Linked DNA regions of Sus scrofa: regions 2 and 3 are each linked to region 1. A link is a contact called in public HiChIP or PLAC-seq and promoter capture Hi-C data. All regions are on one chromosome and are shown on one strand. Each heading gives the region's core, a stretch centred on a gene start, on an enhancer-like site or on the middle of the called end of the contact. The rest is flanking DNA. Distances are from core to core; before and after follow the strand shown. Region 1 holds the start of SAV1 (protein salvador homolog 1). Region 2 holds the start of KLHDC2 (kelch domain-containing protein 2). Region 3 has its middle 15 kb from the start of NEMF.

Evidence for each region. Promoter capture Hi-C pulls out the DNA fragments that hold promoters and counts their contacts. HiChIP or PLAC-seq counts read pairs in DNA pulled down with a chosen protein or histone mark.
Region 2: a contact with region 1 is called in an H3K27ac HiChIP or PLAC-seq map of alveolar macrophages. The contact joins the promoter of KLHDC2 here to the promoter of SAV1 in region 1. A contact is called at or near these places in 1 of 47 Hi-C or Micro-C datasets (heart right ventricle) and 1 of 2 datasets of contacts at active chromatin or transcription factors (alveolar macrophages).
Region 3: a contact with region 1 is called in a promoter capture Hi-C map of fetal liver, with 4 times the contacts expected there. The contact joins the enhancer-like site here to the promoter of SAV1 in region 1. A contact is called at or near these places in 2 of 5 promoter capture datasets (fetal liver and liver), 5 of 47 Hi-C or Micro-C datasets (embryonic fibroblasts, fibroblasts, heart right ventricle and 2 more) and 1 of 2 datasets of contacts at active chromatin or transcription factors (skeletal muscle).

Annotation. Positions count from the first base shown.
Region 1 is chr1:180,433,082-180,435,825 of Sscrofa11.1, forward strand. SAV1 (protein salvador homolog 1) reads right to left here and starts at 1,377. Exons shown (of 5, transcript XM_001927720.7): 1 at 893-1,377. The coding sequence starts at 986.
Region 2 is chr1:179,607,702-179,610,445 of Sscrofa11.1, forward strand. KLHDC2 (kelch domain-containing protein 2) reads left to right here and starts at 1,325. Exons shown (of 13, transcript XM_001925208.7): 1 at 1,325-2,744.
Region 3 is chr1:179,684,695-179,687,438 of Sscrofa11.1, forward strand. No RefSeq gene overlaps it. Among named protein-coding and RNA genes, the nearest start is that of NEMF, 15 kb to the left of the region's middle. Within about 2 kb of position 1,402, at least 54 of the 83 cell types and tissues checked have an H3K27ac peak or open chromatin away from gene starts, as enhancers often do. A contact at or near this core is called in embryonic fibroblasts, fetal liver, liver and 1 more, where this site is marked.

The DNA.
Region 1 (2,744 bases), core at 127-2,626:
GCCTCCCAGAAGAAAACTTACACAAAGGGCTCAGCCTGTAGAATGAGCACCAACAAATTAGCTCCTTACCTCACAGATGTTCTGAACACACGAAAATTAAAAATTCAATAGATTCAGCTGGAAAATTAGAATCAAATACTTAAAGTGAAGAGAAGAAAAGTGCCAGGGTAGGGTGGGAGAAAAATGCATTCTATTAGAGTTAAAAAAAAAAAAAGTTTTTGGTAACTTCCTGTAAAATATGAAATTATTTTGAGTACTTTGCCTTTTTGATTCTCGGCGGCGGGGGAGCTGGTATTTGAAGCAATTCTCACGAACACAGCCAAATACATATTTTGGCTCCTCTTCGCTAAGATCTACGATTGATGAGGCTTTAGGTAGCGGCTACAATAGCAATGATCACCTTTCATCTCCTTAAGTCTGCACCCAACAGCTGGGCTAAGGAATTCTACCCGAGAGTTCGCCCAATTTGCAGAACGGGCTAGTGACATCCGCAATGTTTGCAAACATACAGCAAATCTCGACGTAACTAGAAGAAAAAGTGTGCCCCAGTCTAATCACTTTAATTCCTATAAGCCCAGGGGATAAGCAATTTAAGTGTTTCCCAAAGAGCCTCTTTCTTCCAGTTAATCAAAACCAACAACACTGACGAAAGTAGACAGAGAAGTCTGTGGTTATTTGGGGGGGAGGGGGTCGGAGGTGGACGAATATAAGTTTCTTACTCTTCATCAGCTTTCATACAACCAACACCACTTTAAGCACAAGAAAATTTTAAAAACGAGTATTTCACAGATACCAAGGAGGAAAAGAAGCCGCGGAGAGAGGCGGCAGGCACTCTGCCCGGGTCCCCGTGGGCACCCCGGCCAGGTGTGGGCGCGCCCCGCCCGACACTCACTCCGCAGCAGAGGCGACGTCTCCTTCTTCACGTACTTCCCCTGCACCTCGGCCGGCTTGGACACTTCATTTTTGGTTTTCTTTCGGGACAGCATCCTTGTCCACAAGGCCTCAGGCCACGCCAAGAAGCCTCCCTAAGGCTCCGCGCCCGGCGCCGGGATTCCCCGCCGCCACCTCCGTCGGCGCCGCCGCCTCCTTCCCTCCGGAGCAGCCGCCGTCGCCTCCGCCTCCTCCTCCTCCTCCTCCTCCTCTCTGCAGCCCCGGGTCGCCCACAGGTACTGCCGCATGTTCGGGGCGCTACGCGCGCCGACCGCCGCTCAGTCGCTTCTCAGTTCCTTCCCGGAAGTCTGCCCGCTCCCCGACGCTGCCCGAGTACTCCGAGAGGAGAGGCCAGGGACGCCCGGCCAGGGCCATGGTCCGCCGCGGGCCGCCTAGTAACCGCTACGGCTGCTGCCGCCGCCGCCGCCGCCGCCGCCTACGTCCTGTAAACTTTCCCCGCGGCCGCTGGGAATTCTGGGAAACTCGACGCGGCGCGAGCGCCGCTGCCCTACCCCCACTCCAGCTCCTGGGAGCGGTGGCGCTACAGAACCGCTGGCCGAACTCTCCGCTAGCGGGCCGGCCCTGTAGCTGCAGCCACCTTCACTTCCCCCTCGGCGAGAAGCGGGTACCTCGGGCACTAGAGGTCTGAGGACAAAGCCTGCCAGACTGAGCGCCGGAGGCCGTGGCGCGCTCCTGCAACGGAGCCCCTTTTTACCCACAGATTTTTCTTCCCGGACCCTGAGGGAGCGGGTGGCGCGGGACAGCCGCATTCCTGTCCTCCTCCACGGCAGAGGACGCCCCTCTTAGAGTTTTTTGGGCTGGTGAATTCAGGTCCGTGTTCACACAGAACGCCAGTAGAGTTGAAGGGACACCACCCTTAGCTTAGCGCCGCACCAAAAAATAATCTAGATCCCTGATTTTGCGAAAGCATTAGGCCGTCCAACACTAATTAAACAGATATGAATCTGTCTCCTGAGTGCCAGGGAGTGCATCTTTCTGATGAGAAAACGGAGGAAAAAGCCAAATGTGATTTCTACTGTTTCCTATTTAAGACAATTTTGATGTTAGCATAATTTAATTATGACTGTCCTTACTTCCTAGCCACATTATTTCTTCTTAGAGTTGTCATGGAAATAACAATTATTCTACAATACGAGTAGAGAATAGTTTTCTTTGAGCCAAACTGAGAACTATAAACCCAGAAGACAGCTTCTCAGATAACTCTGGGAAGGTGCTCCAGAGAAAATGATTTTCTTAGTTTTGTAGCTTGATGTAATGAAGAACATTAAACCAGTCAGGAATATATTCCTTCAAGGTTTCAAAAAAAAAAAAAAAAATCAGCTAGGAACACAGGAGTCAGTATGGCCTTGGCACTTGGGAAGTGAGGCTTACCATTGAAGGTATACCAACACTGGCAGTTCCCAGAAAGTTACTTTTTTTTTTCTCTAAATGTTGTAGTTGTTGCTGTTCCCTTGTTCTTGCCCAAGTGTTGCTGAGTTGCCTGATTGATGTCGTTTGGTTGAGCCTCTGAAACGTACATGGCCAGATTTATGTCCTGCTCTGTAGCTCAAAAACAAGCCGTAACCCTTCAGCATCATTGGTGTCTAGCGTTGGACGCTTGGTTGGAGGCTTTGCAAGTGTTGCATCTATCTCATATTCAGAAATCCTGGACAGTTGTTCCTTTGTTGATTTATAATCACTGAAAGTGAATCAGCTTTTTGTTTCCTTGTGTTAACTTTACAACGATTAGGAAAATTTACAGGGGCTAACATCTCGTTCCCTAGAAGCCTAAGAGCCTTAATGTACGGAAATAT
Region 2 (2,744 bases), core at 75-2,574, 830 kb before region 1:
ACCCCTAGCTTGGGAACGTCCATAGGCCACGGGTGTGGCCCTAAAAAGAAAAAAAAAATTAAAATTTTGACTTTAGAATATTTCAAAGGAAAAGAATCGGTTTTAGAAGCAAATAATACCCCTTCCCACCTTTTTTTCCATTGTATTAATGTGAGTCTGTTGGAATTTCCTGTTTGATGAAGTTACTGTATGGTCCACCATGTGGGTATAGCAAGAACATTTCTTCTACCCATGCAATGGACTGAATATTTGTATCCCCACAAAATTCATATGTTGAAACCCAAAAAGACCCCCAATGTGAAATTTTCTGGAGGTGGGATATTTGAAAAGGTAATTAGGTTTAGATGAGGTCTTGAGGGTGAAGATCCCATGATGGGATTAGTGTCCTCCGAGGAAGGGAAGAGACCAGAGCTTGCACATGCTCTCTCTTCCCACCCTATGGAGATGCAGTGAGAAGGCAGCCACCTGCAAAGCCAGAAGAGGGCCCTCACTAAGAACCAAAGCTGTCAGCACCTTGATCTCGGACTTCCCAGCCTCCAGAACTGTGAAATGTCTGTTGTTTAAGCCACCAGGTCCATGGTATTTCATTATAGCTTCCTGAGCTTAGACACGCCTGAAGTCCATAGTTTACATTAAGGCTCACTCTTGGTGGTGTACATTTAATGGGTTTAGACAATTGTATAGTGATATGTATCCACCTTTATAGCATCATACGTAATATTTTCACTGCCCTCAAAATCCTGCTTTGCTCTGCCTGGTCCTTTCTCCCTCTGACCTCACCCTTGGCAACCATGGATATTTTACTGTCTTCATAGTTTGCCTTTTCCATGTTATATAATTAGAATTATATCATATGTGCCCTTTTCAGATTGGCTTATTTCACTGGTAATATGCATTTAAGTTCCCTACATGTCTTTTCATGGCTTCAAAAGATGCCTTATTTCTTTTCAACACTGAATAATATTCTATTGTCTGAATGTACTACAGTAATTTTTTATAATTTTCTACATAATCATGCCATCTATGAACAAAGGCACTTGATTTCTTCCTTCCCAACCTTTTCCCCCTTTTTGTCTTACTGCATAAGCGAAGACATCCAGTAGGCTGTTGAAAGGTAGTGGTGGGAGGGGATGTCCTTTCCTTATTCCTCTAGTTTCTCATCATTAAGAATAGTAGTAATTGTACATTTTTTGTAGATGTTCCTTACGAAGTTAAGGAAGTTCCTCTATATTCCTAGTTTGCCAAGAGGTTTGTTTTTTAATCATGAATAGGTGTTGGATGTTATTAAATGCTTTTTCTTTCTTTGTCTTTTTTTTTAAGGGCTGCACCTGTGGCATATGGAAGTTCCCAGGCCAGGGGTTGAATCAAAGCTGCAGCTGCTGGTCTACTGCCACAACCACAGCAGTGCAGGATCTGAGCCACATCTGTGACCTATACCGTAGCTCATGGCAATGCCAGATCCTTAACTCACTGAGCAGGGCCAGGGAGGAAACCCATGTCTTCATGGATACTAGTCAGGTTCATTACTGCTGAGCCACATCAGGAACTCTTAAAAGCATTAATAGATGCTTTTTCTGCATCTGTTAATATGATCATGTGATTTTTCTTCTTTAGCTTGTTGATATGATGGATTACACTGGTTGATTTTTGAACACTAAATCAGCCTTGCATACCTGGAATGAGTCCCATTTGGTTATAGTGTTTCTTTTTTAATTTTTTTGATTTGATAATACTTTGAAGATTTTGCATCTATGTTCATAAGAAATATTGGTCTGTTGTTTTCTTGTGATATATCTGTCTGGTTTGGGGATTAGAGTAATATTGGCCTCAGAATGAGTAAGAAGTATTCTCTTTGCTTGTGTCTTCTAAAAGAGATTGTAGAAAACTGGTATGGTTTCTTCCTTAAATGTTTGTTAGAATTTTACCAGTGGACTCATCTGGGCTTCCTGCTTTGTTTTAGAAGGTTATTATTGATTCAATTTCTTTAATAGATATGGGCTTATTCAGGTTATCTATTTTTTTCTTAGGAATTTTGGCAGATTGTGTCTTTGAGGGAATCAGACCATTGCATCTAGTTTATCAAATATGCAGGCACAGAGTTCTTCATAATATTTATAATACTTTTAATGTCCATGATATATGTAGTGATGTTCTGTTTCATTTCTGATATCAGTAATTTGTGTCTTTTCTTCTTAGCCTGGCTAGAGGTTTATTGATTTCACTATTTGAAGAACCAGCTTTTGGTTTTATCAGTTTTTCTCTGTTGATTTCCTGCTTTCAGTTTCATTGGTTTCTTTCTTTTCATCATCTCATTATTTTTTTCCTTCCGCTTATTTTGGATTTAATTCGCTCCTCTTTTTCTTATTTCCTAAGATGGAAACTTAGATGGTTGATTTTAGATCTTTCTTTTTTTTCTAACATAGGCACGCAATGCTATAAATTTCTAAGTACTGCTTTTACCCACCCTACAAATTTTGATAAGTTGTAAAGACACAGGCAGTGCTAAGGAAGAAATTTCAGGCTTAGAAAATTTTAGCGAGGAAGGCCATTTGTTGTACCAAGTGTTCCTTCTACATAGCAGTCCCAGCGTTATGATGAGCAAGGGAGAGGAAAATAAAGCACACTCCTCTCACCAAACACATCCACGTACAGATGCACCATTAGATCAGAGATTTAAGATGTAGTCTAGCCTAACTACATTTTGCAGGTGAGGAATCAAATTCAGATTACAATAATTCTTGACT
Region 3 (2,744 bases), core at 152-2,651, 750 kb before region 1:
CGTCAGAAGTCCCTAGTAGATCAGCAGGGTTGCATTTGTTCTGGAGGCTTTGGGGGCCAGTCTGTTTCCTTGCCTTTTCCAGCTTTCAGAGGCTGTCTGCATTCCTTGGCTGGTGACTCTGAATGATGCCAATCTCTGCTTCCAGGCCACATCTTCTCTGACTCTGACCCTCTTGCCTTCCTCTTAGAAGAATCCTTGTAATTACATTCTGCATCAAATTCAGGGATCTATTTAGTGAAAAACAAATGAGACATGTCAAAAGTATTTTGCTTCCAATTTCTTTTTTATGAAATGGGATAAAGATTTAAAAAGCAAAAAAGCATCTCCGTATAGTAATATTTAATGAAAATGCATTCATTTGGAGGTGACTTTTAAATTCTTAAAAAGTTGTCCTGAATAATTGGAATAAGACTTATTCCACATAGCTGCAGAGTGCAGACCCAGAAGCAAAAGGCAGCAGAATTCTGTTCAACTCAAGAAGGGCTTTTCCTGATAGTTATGTTTGTTCAAGTGAAATGAATCACTTAAAGAAAATTAAGTACAATTAGCTTTATGAAAAGCTTGCTACACTGTCCCCTCTCCTCTTCATTTTAGAAGGTGTGAAAAATCTGTGTTTAGTCTTTAAATTCCCTATAGATTATCGGATTTATATTAAGACTGATGTGAAAACTTGATCAGTTCATTTCCACTGCCCCTAAAATGCCTCAATTTAAAAGGGAACACTCTAAGATAGTTCTTTTATAAGATAAAATTACGATCACAGACTACCAAAAACTTCTGACAACTGGAAAGATTCTCTTCTTTCATACTTATTCCCTTCTTTCTTTTAAAAAACAGCAAAGATGCAATACTTGCTCTACGAAGCTCAGTGGATGGCACTGAGATGTTGGGACGCAGCCCCACCGAGGGCCTTTCAATTCCTTCTCTAAGGTTAGCTTCTGGCAGTCTGAGAATTAAGGGGAGAGACAGGGTGATAGGATTAGGCCACACTGCAGATCCCCTCAGCTATCACAGGGACGTCCGGGCTTTTCTTAGGTTGCTTTTTCCCTTACAAGGGGGGAGTATACGGGTTCCCCGGCATGGGGGTAGGGGAGCCAGCCCTATCTGTAAACCGGCAGAGTAAAGTATACGATGAAAGCCAGATTTTCCACCTGCAACATTTAAAAGTAAAAAGAACAGGACAGTGGTGAATGAAGGTATCCCCGTGGCGGGAGGTGGACAGGGAAGGCCGAGTCAGGCAAGCGAAGCTGCGGTAGCAATAGTCGCAAACTGGACCCCTGCGGGAAGAACTTTGGAATCGGGACTCGGAGGTGCCTTTTTTGCGATGGTACCGGACAGCCATTTTCTCCAACAGGTCGTGCGAAAACGAGCATCCCCTGCTGGCTCTGAGGGTGATAACAGCTTTCCGCAGAGGCATTTTGACCATGTTCCGGCAGGGGTCAGCGATGAGGCGGCTACAATTCCTCGAGTATCCTAAGTTACCTGGTGAATTTTTAACTGTAAAGGCGACATAAAATAGGAGAGAAACGTAAAATAGTGAGATGATAGAGCCAGTAATGAACACCAGTTACAGTTCGTCTATTGAACGCATTAGTGAACTGATGAATAGGTAAAACGTATAAAAATGTAAAATGTTTGGAAAAAGGCAAACAAAGATTGTTTATGAGAATATAGGACTTTAGAAATCCAAAAGTTTCCAAAAGAGACGGGGTCTCGCTATGTTGCCCAGGCTGGAGTACAGTGGCTATTCACAGGCGCGATCCCACTACTGATCAGCACGGGAGTTTTGACCTGCTCCGTTTCCGACCTGGGCCGGTTCACCCCTCCTTAGGCAACCTGGTGGTCCCCCGCTCCCGGAGGGTCACCATATTGATGCCGAACTTAGTGCGGACACCCGATCGGCATAGCGCACTGCAGCCCAGAACTCCTGGGCTCAAGCGATCCTCCAGCCTCAGCCTCCCGAGTAGCTGGGACTACAGGCGCGCGCCACCGCGCCCGGCGATGAAAATCACTGCAGCAGAGATACTAGAGTTGAGGCTTAGTGACGTCACCGGGGGTGGGACGAGGCAGAGCCAGTCCAGGGACTAAGACACGCCGGCGGAAGGCGCCCCGGAGGCAGGGGCCATATGATGTCATTGGGGCGTGGCTTTCGTCCCGCCTTGTTGGGCCAGTCTTGCTGGCTTGGAGTAAGCTGCTTTCCCATTTCTGGCCTTAGATCCTGGTATTTGGCTCGGAACATTGTATTAAGAAAAAACGGTCTGCTTCTGCTTAGTGCTCGTACGGTGTTTTATCCGGGCACGCAGCGAGCACAAAAGGAAACGCAATACCCTACTCCTTCAGCATTGCCTTTCTTCAGCAGGCCTTAAATACCAGCTGCGTGTTTGGGGGGACATTATTAACGCGGGAACTGAATCATCTGTCCCTAAATCTTACACTGTCCACAGAAAGCATTTAGGAGGGGCCTTCGCTGTGCGAAGGAGTATAACCCTTAGTAGCGGAGGTTGAGTGTCCACAAAAGTGCTGGCGGTCAGCTCACTTTTCACTGTTGGAGCGAAGGCAGCGTGGGCTAACAATCGGCTTTTGACCGCGTGTGTTATTATTGCCCGTTATTGTTGGGGAAAAAAAATTGAGAATGTGGGTAGCCTGGTGCAAGATTTAGGATTTGGCAGCCTGAGGTTTTTTTGGAACAAGAATCGGTTCGGAAGGCATACAGGGGAAGAAGGAAAAAAGAATTTCCAGTCTTA